Linked DNA regions of Zea mays: region 2 is linked to region 1. A link is a contact called in public Hi-C data. All regions are on one chromosome and are shown on one strand. The core of a region is the stretch at or near the end of the contact, and the rest is flanking DNA. Distances in the headings are between cores, read along the strand shown.

Region 1 (5,250 bases), core at 96-2,595:
GAGACATACTTAGACTTAAAAGTTATTACATTGCTGGCATTAACTCAAGACAAATACCTGCTGACATTTTTTATTTGGATAGAAAGCAACCAGCAATATCTACAAACACAGCCCACTAAACAAATATGGAAATTTAATTGCACATAAATTGACTCATTATTGGCAAATGTAATGCATTATTGAGACCAGCTCAATGATTGAACAATATAATCAATTCAAGCATACACAATATTATCATTGAAGGGCACTGACAGAACCAACAATTCCAGCCCCAAGGAAAAATGCAACAAACTACCATCATGTAGTACAAGATATTTTTTTCTTTGCTTGGGACATTTTATTCCTAAGGTGATACTTCAGATGTCATTGAACATAAAAATGTACAAGTAACATCACACAGAGGAGTAAGATGAACACAGAAAACAAGAATACAAGACTTTGAGAGTAGAAATACAAGATGAAAATGATGAATTGGGCCATTCAATCAATAGTTCCAAACTACTATACAAAATTCCCCCAACATGATCAAATAGGTCGTGTTTGGAGCTAAAGTGTGTTGGTTGGTGGTCAACATGTACTCCCTAGGTATTAGGGGCAGCAAGTATCAGAAGGCACAGTGCCCCTAACAAATGTGGCAAAAGGCAGAAATGTCTACTCATTTTCAGCAAATATAATGAATAACTGAAATAATATGCTCATATCACCAGCCCAACGCCCCCAATCAATTCAACCATGCACATCACTTATGCAAGATGTAGGCACTCACCAGATCAGCACTGGCATCCCCAATGAACCAAACCTAAACTCCAAAACAAGCAACATCCTAGCATTAACCCCGGACCCGGGACCCCACAGCAAGCCAACGCGAATCCACGTCACAGTACCCAGTAGTTCCCCACCAATCGAGCCCAGGATCTGCCAATGAGGCACGCACACGCGACTGAGCATCTACCTACTCGCGATCGGGGGAAATGATCGCAAATGGAAATCGGTGATATTAGCGAGGTAGGAGAGGTCAAAAGGTCACGACTCACCAGGACGAAGCAGATGCCGATGAAGGCCACGATGCCGAAGGCGAAGGGGTCGGCGCCGGGCGGGGGCGGCTGGCGCCCGCTCGGCTGCTGCTGGAAACGCGGCATCGACGGCGACGGCGACGGCGGCGGCGGCGAGCGGCGTCTCTGCGCCGAGTCGGAGGTGACGTCAGACATCGCGAGGAGGGTGGGCGGGGGTCACCGGGAACCGTAAGCGAAGTCGGTCAGGCTTGGTGCCTTGGCAGGTCACAGGTGGAACGGGCGACGGGAGTGGACGAAACCGCGAGGAAGACGAAGGCTGGTGTGCGGTGTGCCACTCGCCCACTCCTGGCGTGGAGTGTTGCCCGTGTTGGGTAATTTTGGTTCGAGCGAGTAAAGTGTAGGCCTCTTTTGGAATACGGTTTTGGATTAGGAAGAACACAGGAATAGTAAAAATACATGAATACATGTGTAAAGCAGAAAAATAAAAATATAAGAAAATTTGTTGAAATTGTGTTAGGATGATTGTAGGAAACTAGGAAACACTTACAAAACGGGTCAAATAACATTGTGTGTCAAGATCCATATGAGATTCTTTATCAAGGTAAGCTATTTAATTACACACTAGGTGAGTGCTCGTGCGTTGCAACGGGAACATATAATACCACAATAACTTATGTACAGATGTGTGTTATATTATTATGAAAAAAGATTTCATAATTCATTTATGGTTCTAGGCATACATAAATTTTATTTTTTTTAATCTAACTGTTTCACCACTACATTACAACCAATCAGTATTATGCAACCTTCTAATTATACATATTCTAGATAAGTTTATGGAATGAACTTTGAAACAAGTTCTTTCAAGTCACATGTAGAAGCCTTATTGACCATAATCTCAACCATCTTGCGGTTAATCGGATTGGTAGAGTTTGAATCTGTCTTCGAACTTTGTTCTTGCATTGAATGTATCTGTCGAGCTAGGTACCAAATAACTTTGCATGCCTCACAAGCACCAGGTATCATGTACGTAGAACCAGATATTGTGTCTCACGAGATAACATCAAAGCAAGTCGGGCGGATGACTCACGAGATATTCTTCCAGATGGATCCACTGTAGAAACCAGGATCTGCATATCAAAACTCATAATCAAGATAAAGAAGGGGGAAAGTAAATGACAACAAAACCTGTAGTAAATGACAATAAAGTTCATATAGAGATAACCAGTGTGTGTCATAAGAATTTAAAATAACTTCATCACTTGTATCAAGTAATTTCTGTGCAATTGTCAGGCACTGCTAACAAAAAAACATAGTTATACATTGAAGTTATATCCAAGACATCACTAATAAGTATAAAAAAATCTTTCAAAGAGAAGACACTGCTTTCATTTGATTTGCTACTTTACTTAGATGTTGCCACGGGAGTAAAAAATTTGTATGAAATATAGATACGGAACGACAAACATCACTATAATATGCAAAATCCGTGTGGCAAAATATTACTGTAACACTAATAAAATTTCAAAAATAAGTGTTGAATACAGTTGCTATAAAAACATTACAGGCGAAAAAGGAATTGTTGGTGAGACTATAAGCATACTTATAGAGTGATTGTGCAACATTCATTCTTAAGAAGTCTTTTGACAAAATATTTAACTTCAGGAGATACTGATTGCCATGTTGAGTCCTCAAAATTAAGGATAGCTCTTAGCACTGAGCAGAAAATACTGGTTTTTGTGCCCAAAATGGCCTGCTACCACACAACAATATATAACTCACAACACCAATACAGATCCACCACGACGTTGGACACATCATAGTACTGGTCGCGCTCAGGGGCAAACGCGCCATCGAACCTGTATTTGTAGCTCATGAGCACTTCCTGCACATAAAGTTGTCCAGTCAAGTACAATAAACATGTAGTCACATAGTGTAGCGATAGTGCATGTCAAGGGATCACACACACACACCTGGTAAGCTACACCAAGTGCTCGCAGACCACGTTTAGCAAAATTGTCAATGACAGCTCTAACCCTTTCAATATCCATCTTGTTGTGGGCAAGATGAAGGATTTGTTCAACTATCATTATTAATTAATAATTGAAATCCATGTCACAATGTAGGGTTCCCAATATGTGTTAAGGAAGGAAAACAATACCTGCTCTGGTGCTCCCTTGCTAACACGATGCATTCTTCCCTCTCCATCAAGGTAGGTTAAAGCAGTTCTTTTGTTACTTGGATTAACTGGCAGAAAATGAATCTCTTGGACACTAGCACAAGCCTTTTGTTAAACATGCAGAAGGAAGAGAAATAGTTAGAATAAAAGTAAAATTAGCATCAGACTGCACATCACAAACTCCTGAGGAATACCAGTACCTCCTTTGGATCAGCCATCATACCAACTATTATGGCATCTATGTCATCCTGATTTTCTGTACGAGAAGCTTTGGTAGCCATCAGAATTATCGTATCTTGGTCAGCCCCTCTTTGGAAAACCTGATGCGATTAACAATCATGCTATGATGGATGTGATGATCGATACATATTATCGTTAGGAGGTATAAACATTATTGTTAGGACAAGCGAGGACTGTGAACACTATGGAGGTGGTGTGACGGACCTGCGAAATAGACCCGAGAAGTGCGGTGGTGTGCGACGTAAAAATGCTAGCCAATCATTTTCTTTTTCTTTCTTCAAGAAAACATTGTATGGAGTGTAAGTTCACAAGCTATGGATGGACAGCTAGCTGCAGTTCACAGCATATAAGCATCTTCACTCATGCTACAAAATGGCTAGCCCATACAAAACTTAACAGAACATACAATACACAAATGCTTTAATTGAATGTCATTAAAAATGTCTCCAAACAAATCAAAGTTGTAAGCTGAAAGCCTATGTTGTTAGAGTACATACAGAAATGAAGCAAAGTAATACCTATCAAAGCTCTTCACTCCTGCCATGTTGCTTTCTCTGGCCATCTTGTAGGTTGCTTGATCCTATAAGGGGAAATAACAGATGTACACATCATCCGGTAATCCTTAGAAATTCACACCATATCCAATGAATATATTAATCTAACACCACAAGCCATGTTTAGAGGAACACCTAAATTATTGCAAAACTAAAGGAATATACCACAACAAGCAACTGAGCTTTGCGGAACCAAGAAAGTTCATCATCACAGATGTCCTACACTTTAATCCTCTGTATTTAGCTTCAAATGCTTCAATGTCAACCTCGGTGACCTGAGAATAACGATTAAAATTAAGTAGCTTTATATAAAAAATATACTACCTCTATCCCCAAGATAATGTCATTTTGGCTATAAATCTGAATAAGCCAACGAGACATTCTAAAGAATACTGATGAAATTAAAATGAAACATACACTAACATTGTATTTTAAAATGAAATTAAAATGAGGTACACTAACAGTGTAAATGTTTGATTGACCATACATCATAGCATACAGATTCCTCAAATAATTGTCACTACAATTTAAATTGGAGGGATCAGTGAGTTGTGGATCAAAGATGCAGCATGTTCATAAAGATGGAACAGCTCTAGAACAAAAATTGTATTAGTTTATAGTTAAATGGGGGCACCATCACTTTGCTCCCAACCACCAAGTCTGTCAGCAGGATCTTAATTCGCGAACAGCCGGAACTCGTTGCCCAGTTTGTTCGAGTGGCGAGGCCTGAAACCGCAGGGACGAACATTCAGCAGCTCCAATGCCCGGTCCATCTGAACTTCCCCTGGCAACATAGAGTGACTCCAACTAAGTTTTCGCTTGACAAATACAGGGTTTAACTATGCTTTCAGTATGAGATGGAGAGACCTTTTTTCTTGAAAGGAAAACAAACAGACTTTGATAAGGAACAACAGTACAATTTGGAACTGTCAGCACATCATAAATGGTTTTAGCTACATTATATACAGTGGCATACATGTAGAAGCAGATGATGCCATCATAAATGTGTAACTCCTGCGCTATTAAGACATTAATTAATGGATCATTCTGTCAAAAGTAAGAAGGCACAATGAAGTCTAAGGCATCATAAACACCCTTGGCTAGATTATAAGGTGAAACTACAATATAGGAGTTCAACAAGAATGTTTATTGATTGCATAAACAACATTAAAATACCAAAGCAATATCAAACTAATCACGTTCACTTGACACAGCATTAAACTTGAAGTCATCACCAGCACCCTTAGCTAGATTATAAGGCGAA
Region 2 (5,859 bases), core at 2,039-4,538, 390 kb after region 1:
TGGCGCACCGGACTGTCCGGTACGCCATGCGACAGCAGTCTTCCAACGGCCATTTTTGGTGGTTGGGGCTATAAATACCCCCACCCACCCCACATTCAATGGCATCCACGTTTCTACACTTCTACACCTTACAAGAGCTATAACATTCAATACAAGACACACCAAAGAGATCAAATCCTCTCCCAACTCCACATAAAGCTTTAGTGATTAGAGAGAGAGATTTGTTGTGTTCATTTGAGCTCTTGCGCTTGGATTGCTTCTTTACTTTCTCATTCTTTTGTGATCAAACTCAATTGTAACCAAGGCAAGAGACACCAATCGTGTGGTGGTCCTTGCGGGGACTTTGTGTCCCGTTTGATTGAGAAGAGAAGCTCACTCGGTCTAGGTGACCGTTTGAGAGAGGGAAAGGGTTGAAAGAGACCCGGTCTTCGTGACCACCTCAACGGGGAGTAGGTTTGCAAGAACCGAACCTCGGTAAAACAAATCATCGTGTCTCGCTCTTTATTTGCTCACGATTTGTTTTGCACCCTCTCTCTCGGACTCGTTTATATTTCTAACGCTAACCCGGCTTGTAGTTGTGCTTAAGTTTATAAATTTCAGATTCGCCCTATTCACCCCCCCTCTAGGCGACTTTCAACCTTCACACTTACACAGATCACAATTCACAAGTATATAAGATCAAAACTATATGCCTCACATAGATGAGACCTAAACAACAGATCAACACCTAAAGAATGAGGCTCGACAATATATATGTGTAACGACCTAAACAACAGTCAATAGAATAGATCAAAATCACCTAAACAACAGATCAACAGTCAACAGATCGACAGTCAACACCTAAACCCTAAAGGCCTAAACAACAGATCAAAATCACCTAAACAACATATCAACAAAGTCACCTCTGTTCATAGGAATAAAAATCCCAAACCCTAAACAATAGTTCATAGGATCCAAACCTGAACAACAGATCAAGATCAGGTTACCTCTGTGGCTCTGTGCCAAACACGGCTCGTCGATGGCGTTACCAGTACATCCAGAGCACAGCAAGCAGATTAGGATTCCAAGAAACATCAATTCATCACACAGCGACCAGAACAGGAGCTTAACAGAGGAGAGCAGATGAACACCAGTGAGCAGTAGATCCAGAGCAGATCTGGTCACCTCTGTGCTGGACAGGGAGATGGCACCAGTGAGTAGTAGACCCGGAGCACCGGTTCCATTGCCGACTCGTCATGGAGATGGATGGAGCAGGCGCGCACTGGTTCCTCAAGATCCACACATCTCATAGTTAGGAGCAGATCCGGAGCACCAGTTCACAGTCGCCGGCGCCGGTGCCTTTGAGCCCCGGTGTCGTTGAGGTCAGGGACTCACGGTAGAGAGGGGAGGAGTGGAGGACAGGAGGAGCCGGAGCACGAGCACCGAGATCCAACGTTACCGTGTGGTGTATCGAGATTGATAGGGGGAGGAGGACAGGTCCACGGGGGCGCCGGAGCGGGGATGGAGAGGCCGAGAGCGGAGAGCAGCGGGCGCTCAACGCGTTAGGGTTACGGGGACGGGAGGAGCGAGGAGGGCAAGGCTGCAATGGGGGTTTATGCGGCTGGAGGACGAGGTGCTGTCGCTAGGGCTGGAAACGAGCCGAGCCGAGCCAGGCTCGGCTCGGCTCGGCGAGGCTCGGTGGAATAGCGAGCCGAGCCAGGCTCGGCTCGGTCACTTAGCGAGCTCGGTAATGAGGCTCGGCTCGATATAGGCTCGCGAGCCTGTACACTCAAGTACTCAACAACAATAATTATAGTCATTAGCTCAAATTTGAAGCACAATATGTTCCATATAATAAAAAATTATGTCCCTGCACTCTAGTTCCTTGTGAGTTGTGACCAAAACAGCACACTTACACACTGGTGAACGGAGATACGAGTAAGTAGTAGTTTGGACCAAGCCTTGAGCCCGCTCGCGAGCCTCACCAAGCCGGCTCGGCTCGTTAGTGTAGCGAGCTGCGGAATTAGGCTCGGCTCGGGCTCGTTTAGGCTCGCGAGCCTCACCGAGCCGAGCCGAGCCTGATCGAGCCCGAGCTGGCTCGCGAGCCTCGAGCTTTTTTTCCAGCCCTAGCTGTCGCGCTGGTCAATGGGCTGGGGATGGGGCACTGGGGGATTTATGCGGAATTGCGGAGTATTGGTGGGCAGTGGGTTAGGCTGCGCTAAAATGTAGCGGGCCGGTTTCTAAGCCCAACATCCACCGGGCCGTGCTCGGGCCAGCCCAACGCGTCGGGATGGCTGTCGAGCCCGACACGCTCGCTGGGCCGGGCTGAGCCTGGGCCCATGTTAATTTGTGTCGTGCTAAAAAACCGTGCTTCGTGTCATGCTAACGGGCCACGTGCTTTCTAGACATCTATACATTCAGCAGATAGTGGTCGTACAACATACTGTGTAGAAGACATGATTTACATAGAGAAATTTAAAATAAGAGGTAATCATACTTACTTAGTAAAACAGTATTGTATATATATTCAATCACTGAGCCAATCGTTACAGGGACATAGTCACACACACTGGCGCAAAGAGATCAGAGATGCATGGTGTGTAACGATGCCATACGATTACATGCACCAACACAAGCACAACAGAACCGACACCAAGCATGCATGGCGGAGAGCCAGAGTCAGACCAGACGATGGCTCCATCCTTTATTCTTGACACGCCACAAGCACAAAGCAGACAGTAAAAAAAAGGTGACATCCATGCATGCCGCAAACGAAACAACGCAGCAGGATCAGCAGTTGCAGGGGCTGCACTTGCAGCTGTCACCGCAGCTGCAGCCGTGAGCGGCCTCGCCGGACTCGCCCGCCGCCTCGAACTGCGCCGCCTTCTTCGTCTCAGGGGCAACGCCGAGGACGACGGCGGCGGCGCTGGCCTGAGCGCCCCCGCCGCTCTTCTCCTCCAGGTCAGGGTACATCTTGCTGCGCAGAATTAAGCAAAAAAAAAAAAATTAAAAAAAAAGACACCACGTACAATTCACAAAAGGACACGATCACACAGTTACAGAAAGGAAAATAAGAGCCTTAATTACATTACCCGCACTTGCAGCTTGATCCGCAGTTGCAGCTTGATCCGCAGCTGCAAGACATCCTCGACCTCTTTCGTTTGCTTTGGAAACACACAGACAGAACAGAGCACAAGAAAAGGTTTCGAGTTATGGATTGGTTGATGAGTAGACTCGGGGACACTGGTTTTTATAGCACGCGGTGGTGCATCAAGGTCACCGTAATCTATTGCAAAAACATGCGCGCGGCGGTTGCTTTCGTTCCTAGTACCGTTTATTACAGCTTCCGTTCCCCCCCCCCCCCCACCCCCCCCCCAAAAAAAAAAGAAAAAAAACTATACGTGCGGAACCTAGACAAATGTTTGTCTAGATTCACATCCAGAACTGCGTTGTTGATAATGCGTGCCAGTAATTAACAAGTACACCACCACGATAAATAAGCAAGCTAATAAGGCGTGCTCTACTTGTCTCCCTCTGCTAATTTGGCTGCCTCCTCCTCTTGTTGACATTTGACACACTATAGTTTTATTTTTTATTTATTAGGATATATAAGACCGTACCCACTGTCTTGCTGCAACTTCTAGCCGCGTCAATCTATATCGTCTTGTGCCTTCTTTGATACGTTCGTTCTCAAAATTTCCTCCGCCACACATACTAAAAAACCAAACTAATTTGTGCCTTCTTTTTTATTAATAATATATTTGGAATTTCTTGGCCTTGTCGATCGTTTGACAATGATGCCGATGCTGGCTCTTTACACGCCGTCCAGGGCGCGTAGGCGTAGCTTCCCACGCCTGAATTTGAAACAGCTAGATATTGTTGCCAGTTTAAAACGTTATCCGCTTCATGTCCGGCACTCATCTCATATGCAACTTTGTAAGCTTCAACTACGCAAATGCCCGTCGCCTCGACGCTCCAAAGGTTGGTGGTTTTGGTTAACCTGTAGTGCCTTTTTTTTCTCTCGGAAATCTCCTAGCAGGGGAAAAACCGTCTGCAACTAAGCAAACAAAAAATGTCAAAAAACAAAAAATTGTGCGCCCACCGTGGGGCTCGAACCCACGACCACAAGGTTAAGAGCCTTGCGCTCTACCGACTGAGCTAGACGGGCTCTTGTAAATTTACTTTAAACATTACCTCTTAACAGAATCACTAGCAGTTGGGGAGCTTAAATTATATATTTGTCTTCGCTGTTCAGTAACAACAGTTAACTAGATCTTCTCATGTAAGAGCCCAGAACACCAATATATATATGTAAATTAAATCACTAGCCCATCATGGTTCCCCTCCGCTTAAATAACTTACTACTCCTTCCGTTTTCAAAATAGTAGTCGTTTTAGCCCTAGATTTTTATGTTCATATTCATATGAATAATTATAAACCTAGACATATATATATAACGCATACATTAATTATTACATGAATTTAGTAAAAAGTTTAAACAAATATTAATTTAGGACAGGAGGAGTATTATCTTCTACGCAAAGAAGAAAACAAGTAGCCTCCTTCGATAGTGATTTTTCTCAAACAGATTTGAGGGTATGGATCATACGTCATGTTCTTAAGATCGACTCTCATACTCCCTCCGTTTCTTTTTATTAGTCGCTGGATAGTGCAAAATTTCACTATCCAGCGACTAATAAAAAGAAACAGAGGGAGTATTTGATACTGCCTCCTGTTTCGAGTTTAATGTTGCTCCATGTTCCTCATGCTAGCTCATTGCAAGTAAAATAGACTTAGGTCCGTTTAAAATAAAGTTTTGGTGTTTTGATGGTTAACACAATCATTTATGCTAACATTTTTTCAAAGGGTGCACAAGTGGACTTAGACAAAGGGATGCTTCGAATGAATAACATCTCAAGCAAGATGTTAGAAAACATGTTACATATCTATAAGTATATGCAAGAGTACAAATAGGGCCAAACTGAACGTGAAGCTCACAAAGAAACCAAATAATAAAGAAAAAAAGACTTCTATAGATGTCGGACCGAGGCGTTGGACCACAAACTATTAGAGTATAGATGCACAAGTTAAAGCTTTACGGTGCAACCATTAATTTTTTTTATAGTGATGTATTAACATGTAATTAGTTTCTATTAAATGATTTAAATTTATTTAAAAGTGTATTAAGGCTTGAGACATGATATGGTAAATTATAGACTGGCGGATTGCCGGGCCACATGAAACTATAATAAACTTTAATAGCTTTTAAACTCTTGCAGCAAGTATTTATAAAAGCAACTAAACAACATCTTCAATGGACGAGGCTAAGACACATGAAGACAATCAAACAACATCTCCAATGGACAAGGCTAAGACACATGAAGATAATCAAACATGAGATGTTATATATTTTAAGTCAGGTTAGCCTAAGCTAGGGTCCCTCAGTCAATCTAAAACTGCATCCAGCAATACCGTCTGTTCGGTAAATTTAGTGTTTCATTCATTCTCTAGGCTCTCCAACAACGAACGGTAAAAGTCCAGTAAATAGAGACACCTCTTCATCCGCCAAAGGTATAGGCTCTCCAACAACGAACAATATATATGCATGTATTCGGTGGCACTATACATATAGAGAGAAATTTAGATGAAGTTATTGGAGTTAAAAAGATATAGAGTATGAAATCTTTTAGAGAATGTTATAAAGGATGAGGAATATTTCTTTAGAGGGTTAAAGTTAGGGAACGTTGCTGGAGACTGTCTAAACAACCAAAAGCAAAAGCAAAAGAAAGCTCAGTAATTCAAACGCACAATGAAGTTTTGTAATGAAAATAAATATGCTTTTAGCGAGCGATACACAATAAATTCTGGCAATACTGATCG

What was found. A called contact is a pair of places that touch in the nucleus more often than the background predicts.
Region 2: a contact with region 1 is called in a Hi-C map of tassel, with 2.6 times the contacts expected there. The contact joins the promoter of LOC100284159 here to the promoter of LOC100273090 in region 1. A contact is called at or near these places in 3 of 25 Hi-C or Micro-C datasets (ear, leaf and tassel).

Annotation. Positions count from the first base shown.
Region 1 is chr1:74,527,429-74,532,678 of Zm-B73-REFERENCE-NAM-5.0, forward strand. It overlaps LOC100273090 (SPFH/Band 7/PHB domain-containing membrane-associated protein family), which reads right to left and starts at 1,346. Exons shown (of 9, transcript NM_001147539.1): 1 at 1,035-1,346. The coding sequence starts at 1,208.
Region 2 is chr1:74,919,263-74,925,121 of Zm-B73-REFERENCE-NAM-5.0, forward strand. It overlaps LOC100284159 (metallothionein-like protein 1), which reads right to left and starts at 3,289. Exons shown (of 2, transcript NM_001157056.2): 1 at 3,072-3,289; 2 at 2,477-2,956. The coding sequence starts at 3,124. The coding sequence ends at 2,770. TRNAK-CUU (transfer RNA lysine (anticodon CUU)) reads right to left here and starts at 4,147; the gene lies at 4,075-4,147. LOC100286090 reads right to left here. Exons shown (of 10, transcript NM_001398270.1): 10 at 5,795-5,859.